Regions from separate parts of the Mustela erminea genome. Here region 2 is linked to region 1. A link is a contact called in public Hi-C data. All regions are on one chromosome and are shown on one strand. Each heading gives the region's core, a stretch centred on a gene start, on an enhancer-like site or on the middle of the called end of the contact. The rest is flanking DNA. Distances are from core to core; before and after follow the strand shown.

Region 1 (3,917 bases), core at 240-2,739:
CATTTCGAAGAAGTTATGATCAACTCAGTAATTCCAAAGTGCAGCCAGCTAATACACTGTGGGAGAAGTTTTGATGCATTTTAGTGAACCGCACCAAGAGAATTGCCTTATGTGCAAAGAGCTTATTTTACACGCATCTTTCCATTACCTCTTAAGAGCATGATACCTAAATGAAGCTTTTTGCAAAAGGTACTTTGCTTAGCCTGGACATGAATTTATTTGTAGCTGTCAAAATCGATCTCAAACTGCATTATATTCAAGGCACAGAACGTCAACCCTTCACTGGGCCTCCTCTTTCTTTCACAGGACGGCCTTAATATCTCCTAGCTTACATTTCCGGGCTCATGAGTCACTGAGTAATGAGCTCTAAGTTTACCTTAGAATGCCACTCAAATAGCTTCTCTACAATATTCAAGGGTCTGGCCCCCAATACCTCTGTAGCCTACCCTTAACTCCCCAACATGGCCAGAGACAACTGAATTATCCACTATTTCTAGACTATGCCTTTTTATCTTTTTCCTCTAGTTTGCTGTCTCTCCTCATACCGTCTCTTCCCCATCCGTCGTCTCCCAAACCCCACCGAGCCTTCAAGACCCAGCTTGGTACCGCCTCGCCCAGGAAGCCTTCCAGATCTCTGCTAGGCGGAAGTGATCCATCGGTACGGTCATCCCCGGGTGTCTTTCTAGCACTTTGTAGTTCTTTCACAGGACTTATCCCCTCTTTCCTGGTATCGAGGTTATTTGCGTACTGGTCTTATCTCCCACACCAGAGCGTAAGCTCCTCGAGGGAGGGGACCTTGGGCCCCGGTTCCCCTTCGAATCCCTCTGGCGCGGACCGACCACAGTGCCCGCACGCAGTGCAGCGCTCGGCTTGGTTCAACCGAACTCGGGAACGCTCCGGCCGCACAATTCCTAACCAGAAGTCAGTTAGGCATTTTCCTCAAATGAAGATCACAAAAGATGCTGCCTGCCTCCCCACAGCAGGAAGTTCACCAGGGGCCAGGAGTGAGGCGGCCAGAGCCGTGTGCGATGGGAGTGACAGCTGGCCCGACCCGCACCTCCCTGCTCACCCGACTCCGGCCGCGGACGCCCCCAATCGCCAGCCCTGCCAGAGAACCGCGAGGAGTGGCAGGGGAGCACCGGGCGCCCAGAGCCCCGGCCACAGGCCGCTGGGCGCCGCGCCGGCGGGGACTAGGAGGGAAGGCTCCGCAAGGGGCCCGGCCCGGGCCGAGCCGAGCCGAGCCGAGCAGGGAGGGCGGGCCACAGGGGCCCGCCGCCTCCGCCACCGGAGAAAATGGAGGCAGCCCGGGGGCCGGTGACGGGCCGGGGCAGGCGGAAGCCGGGCGGGCGTCTGCGCCGCGAGCAGGGCCGGGCTGGGGGTCACTCACCGGGCTGGGCCGGGCGGCTCCCTCTCCGCCTCCGCGTCGTCGCCGTCCCCGTCCTCGGCCGCCGCCGCCTCGGGCTGCTCGCTGGGTCCCCGCGGCGCGGCTCGGGCGCTCGGCCCCTCCGTTGTCTTCCGCCTGTTCCTGCTCCCGGCGACCGGCTCCCGCGGCGGCGGCGGTGGCTGCGCGGGCGGACGGTGGCCCAGGGGCTCCCGCGGCGGCCGCTGCACTGCTGCGCTCACTCGCTTGGGCTGCGGCTGCGGCTGCTGCTGCGGGACCTGGCGCCGCCTTCGCCTTCGCCGGCTGCTGGAGAATCAGTCTCTCCCAGGCCTCGCCGCTCCCCGCTCCCGGCCCGAGCCCGGCTTTGACGTACGCACTGCGCAGCCGCGGAGGGCGCGACGTCGGGCGGTGCCGCAACGCCCCCTGCGGCCTCGGGCGCGCCCCAGCGGCTGGGCGGACTCGCGACAGCGGAGTCCGCGCGTAGGCCGAAGCGGGAGGGGACCCAGAGAAAAAGCAGCAGCCAGAGCACACGGGAAGGTATGTGTGTGGGGGGGGGGGGGGGGGGGGGGGGGGGGGGGTTCTTTCACCTGCCGCTTCAGTGTTGGTGCTCAGCCTTTCTCAGCACTCTTCCTGGAAGAATCCTATGTCCGCCTTCTACGACCACTTCCTCAACCGTTAACAAAGCTTTATTTTTTCTAAATGCCAGGGGCCCACTTTGTGGAGACAGAGTTTTTCATACTTGCGAGGGACAGATAACTCTCAGGTAGTATCCTCTGGGCCAGAGTGCAGAAAGTGATGGAATGATCCAGATTAATAGGACTCAACAGTCTGGATTTAAACTCCAGCTCCACGATATGGTCTCCAATGGATTATTTCATGTCCTTGTGCCGGGGTTTCTTTACACACACACACACACACACACACACACATAACATATAGCAATACAGGACGATAGGCTTATGAGGATGAACTAGATAATGCATCGCAAAGCTCTGGCAGCAGAGTCCGCTACGTAGAAATGCCATGCATACATATTTTTGTTTCCCTCTGTTGCTTTGGTTTAATTTGTAATTGAACCGGGTATTTTCGAGCATCTACTGTGTGCCACTATTCTAGGCGGCAGGACAGTGAACAAAGCAGCCCCCGCTCCTGAGACGTGCCAATAAATAAGCCAACACATATAGGACATTGGGTGGTTTCTGGTGCTATGGAGACAAACAACACGGACTAAGGAGGGAAGAGAAGGGAAGCCACTGTTATTTACAGCGCTCCTCCAGGGAGCAGCTACGAAGAAAGCAGGTTGTGAGCTTTCTGTATGGAAAGGCAGAGGGAACAGCAAGGATGAAGGCCCTGAGATGGGACACCAGGAAGCCCAACGAGGCAAGCGCACTGAGGTTGGGGAGAGGGGAAAATAGGAGGAGAGAAGGGGGAACCAAACAGAACAAAGTGAGGAACTTTGGTTTTCACTCTGCATGAGATGGGAAGCTATTTGGACGGTTTCAAGCAGAGAAAGGCCCTGGTCTGAGCCTTCAAAAGGCTGTAAAGACCAGCCTGAAGGGCCTGTGGGTTTCAGCCAAAAGACTGGTTAGAAGGTCTTTGAAATAATCCCGTCAAGAGAAGACAGGCTCAGCCCTGGGTGGTAACGGTGGAAGAGGAAAGAAGTGGTCAAGTTTTAGACACATTGAAAAGGTAGAGTTTACAGATTCTTGCTGATTTCCAAACTTTTTTGGTTTTTGGCTTTTCAAGCAATTGGAAGATACAGTTGGTGAAATGAAGATTTAAACAAGCAGACAGGAAGGGAGCAACTCAATACATCTGGGGCCATATTAAGTTTGAGCTGCCTGTTAGACCCCTAACTAGGAAACTGGATATAGAAATCTGGGGTGTGGAGGAGAGGTGCAGGCTGGAGATAGAACTTTGGGAGCCCACAGAATAGGTAAAATCTCAGGACTCAGTGAGGTCATTTAGGGAGTATTAGTGAAGTACGGGGGCTGGGGATGAACCTGAGACCCTCCGATATTGAGAGGTCAGACAGGAAGATAACAAGGACGCAGCAAAACATTCTGAGAAAAGGAGCCAGGGTGGCAGTGAGAAGAAAACATCACATGCTGGAAGACCAGGGATGGAGGATGGATTTGTGCCACCAAATGCAGCCAGTAGTTCAAGTAAGGCTAGTGTTGGTCATTGGACATTGGTGTCGGTTACCACATAGGTAACTAGTGGCCTTAAGTGCCATTGAAATAGAGGAGGGTGGGAAAGCCTGCTTGGCATGGTCTCTAGAGAGAATGAGACCTAGAAAGAATGGGGCTCTAGAAAGAGACCATGACCACTTTTTCATGAAGTTTTGCTCTAAAGGGAAGCAGAATCAGGGTGACCGTTGGAGGGGAATGTAGGCTCAAAGCAGATTTTTGTTTTGTTTTGTTTCATTTTGTTTTGTTTTTAGAATGGAAGTGCCAATGGGAATGATTTAGTAGCGAGGAAAAATTCGATAATGAAGGTATGTGGGGCGGAGGGACATTTTCTGGAAAGCCATCCT
Region 2 (3,706 bases), core at 1,050-3,549, 66 kb before region 1:
GCACTAACTCTCCCCTAGAGAAAGGCAGGAGCTCCCTGACCAGTATCTTTGTTTAAGCTGTGTCTAACCCATTTACCCAATACACTAGGGTATCAATAGCATTTCCAGTTCAGGAGTTCCAAATGATTTCTACTTGCTAATCAAAGACAAATTTCTGGGCTTAATGCCCAGGCTTCCCCTCATGAGATCTGTTCCTACCGTACAATGTCCTCTCTCACTCTGCCATCAAGCACTCACTCCTATTTCCTTATTGCTGCCCATCACTATGTTCATTCCTATCCCTGGACCTAATCTCCTTTTTCCTAACTATGCAAATTCCAAACCTTTGGAACTCCAATCATTAATCTCACCCCTTTTACCAACCCTTGTGCCTCACTGACTAAACACTTCCTCCCCTGAAATCCTACAATACCACTCATTCTCTAGCACTGGTATCCCTCTGTCGTACACAGGTTCATCACAGAACTTCAAGAAGCTCCAAATGACTCTTCTGTATCACGTGTGGTCCAGCAACTAGAATGCTGACCAGTGCTTTGGTCCTGAAAATGTCTGCTCACAAAATGGTTGATTGTACAATTCACCTTCACCGACCTTAATTTAATAATCAGGAGACTAGAAAGACAAGAGTAAGACAGTTTGGTACAACAAGTTGGGCAGGTTTTGATGGTGGTTTGTCAAGCTTGTCTTAAATGATTAAGCCATAAACCATTGAGTACAGGGCAGACAGTTACGCTGCACAGCCTGTTAGCACTAGGGAGGAAAACACATCAACATCAAGTCACCAGAGGAAAAACTACTGCCTCCAGATGCCTTTGAACACTAGCAACAAGATTACATTCAAGCACACATGGACACCAGCAGCAGAAGTCTCTCCCTGATGTCTAACAACAAAGTACTTCCAGCCTATGCAGATGGTCATGTTGCATGCAAACTGTCTCAACTCAGGAACTAAGGTACAGAAATCTTAAAACAGGAGCTTGAAGGTTCCTTGAGGAAATGGCTGTTTCCACGTCTGGGGCAGGAACCCGTACAAAATGAGCAAGGGACATCTTGTGCCAGAAAGCATGAAGCAGTCAAAGACTAACAGGGTCTTGCCAAAAGGACATGAGTACCAACTTGAAGGAGCTTCCCAATGGCCCAATGATGACACAATGTGGATATAAAAATCTGGACATAATGACTGCAATGGACTGAAACACATCAAATATATGGAAACTCCCCCTACCCCCAGACTTGAGTTCATAATGACTAGTTCACCAATTTAAAAGAACAGAGGACAAAGAAACACACTAAATGAAACCACAGGGATGCAAAATCCAAAATATGTCATTTTTCTATAGAACAAATGACCCAGTTGCTTCAACAGGTAAATGGTTTTAAAAAAAGAAAGAAAGAAAGAAAGAAAGAAAGAAAGAAAGAAAGAAAGAAAGAAAGGAAGGAGAAGGCATAAGAGTCATATGAACCAAATTCGGTTTGAGGACCTTGCTTGGAACTGGATTTAAATAAACTAACTGAAAAATGGCGCTTTGTGGGTGAAAATCCAGGACATCTGAACACTGAGTATAAGATAACATTGGGTTTGTATGTGGTATCACGACTATGGTAAAAAAACAAATCCTCGGACGTTTATGTCTAAAATCCTAGGGATGTGTGTAAGGAGGGAGAGGAGGCGGCAAGGGTTACACGTAAGAGTGACAGGAGGTTAGTGACAGGCAGAGCTGGGGAAGGGGTAGGAAAAGGCTGGTTATTTTCTTCCCTCCAGTTTTCTACACATCTTCTGCTCTAAAGGCTAAAAAGGGGAGTCCAATACCAGCTGCATTTTCTAAGCTTCTCCCCCCTCACTGAGTTTTCTGCTCTGGCCCACTCACATGAGAGCTTTCAATTCTTCTTTAAATTGTACCTTAAAATTCTCACTTTACATGATGTTTAACAATATTTATATCATACCTCTGGCTACTTTCAAGTGAAAATATAGGCAAACTAATTTACAGATTTTAATAACCACTGCTTTCTATGGAAAGTAAATACTCGGTTTAAAAATACACAGAGGCATCTGGAAGGTGCTCTAAGAACACCAAATTTTCAAACTACTCACTACATGTTTACACACGCAACTCTGGATTGGTAACAACAAAAAATTAGATGCCAAAAGTTTTGTATGGCAACATCTGAAGAAGCAACATAGATATTTAGAAATAGAAAGAAGGAAATAGAATGCTGGCATCAAACACATGCACTGACTCACGCTCTGTCTAAACAAGTCTGAACTTGGGGGAAGTGTTAAACCACAGAGATATGAATCAGAGGGAGGCAAGCTATAAAGCGAGGGGTAGGAGAGCAAGCTGATTCACGCCAACAGTGATGCCAGTAAAACGCTTGTCTGCCAATTTAATAGAACAGCACCAATGCTGGGACAAACAGATGCACAACAGACCCAGAGCTGGCAAACAACCCTTGTGCAAAACGACAGGGGGTGACCTTGCCAATCAGGGAGGCTCACTCCTGAGGGAGAAGAGGATTTGTTTTCTTTTGTTTTGTTGAAGTTTTCAGGCTTTTTTGGCTTTTGTTTGTTTGCTGATAGTAATATACTACCATAAATGCCTGCTTATCAGCCCAGTCATTCATTCCAGGAAGATGAAGGTGAGTTACCAAGTAAGTGGGTTAGTGAGTGGACACACACAGGTAAAACGCAAAGGGCAGACTTCATAAACATGTCCTTTGTTGACACAACACAGATAAGCTATATAGCACCTGAGCTCTACTTCCCAGGCAGCTTCTACTCCCTCACAGTGTGCAGGTCTGTCCAAAGACGACGTCTTGAAACACATCATTTAACTGATAGTTCAGAAAACCTTTTAAAATCTAAGGACTAGAGGCAAGACCACAGAGACTTTTTCCTTCAGTTGTATAGGATTTGAGAATTTAAGGGCTCATGATTCACCTACCTTTTAACTCCCATATGGGAGTTTAGCTCATTGGCTGAATTTTAAGGAGGGAAATGTGTTAAGATGTATGGAAAAATGAACTGATTGAACTACAGAGAAAATACTTTCCCACATTTACCATCTTGTCTTTGCCCAAGACCATCTTTCCTTTTTATTTTTCAACTGAGAATATAAATTTTGTTACGTTGTACATACCCTTTCAATAACATGAACAAAATATTCTGTTGAGTGCAGATGTATTCAACAGTAGGAGTTCTTGTACCAATTTGTCTTCTGAGAATATTGTTGAAAATTTGAGCCACGTCTTTTTTGCCCTATTAGGAATACAATCATTAAAATGTTTACCCGACTAACCGCCAAAGAGCCCATCCACCCTCCCAAGTAAACTCAAATTAATGCATTGCATATTTGTAAGTATGACTGAATATCTGACTTTAAAATGTTCACAGGTATTAAATTTTCATATTTATTTACAATTCCAAATTCTATGTTTTAGTAGTACACTGTTTTTAACATGAGCAATTTATGTTCACAAAGTGAAATCTTACTGCATATAATTTCAACCATTTCTAGCCCTTCGGATCATATGGACTCACATATGAAAAATAAAACCCTGCTATATGCTTACAGTGTTCAGGTATCTGATTCCCACCCATATGGAACAAGCAGCCTCAAATAAAATGCTCCTGTTGTAAACAATACATATAATTTCCTTTTACAGTGATAGAAGGAAGAGAAGCTGCCTTCTGCTAGTATAATAA

What was found. Hi-C and Micro-C count contacts between places; a contact is called where the count stands out from the background.
Region 2: a Hi-C map of spleen shows a contact between it and region 1, with 2.8 times the contacts expected there. The contact joins the enhancer-like site here to the promoter of CAB39 in region 1.

What each region holds. Positions count from the first base shown.
Region 1 is chr8:38,357,737-38,361,653 of mMusErm1.Pri, reverse strand. CAB39 (calcium-binding protein 39) reads right to left here and starts at 1,489. Exons shown (of 9, transcript XM_032355124.1): 1 at 1,388-1,489.
Region 2 is chr8:38,425,049-38,428,754 of mMusErm1.Pri, reverse strand. It overlaps CAB39 (calcium-binding protein 39), which reads right to left. Exons shown (of 9, transcript XM_032355124.1): 4 at 3,141-3,259. Among named protein-coding and RNA genes, the nearest start is that of ITM2C, 50 kb to the left of the region's middle. Within about 2 kb of position 2,299, the one cell type or tissue checked has open chromatin away from gene starts, as enhancers often do.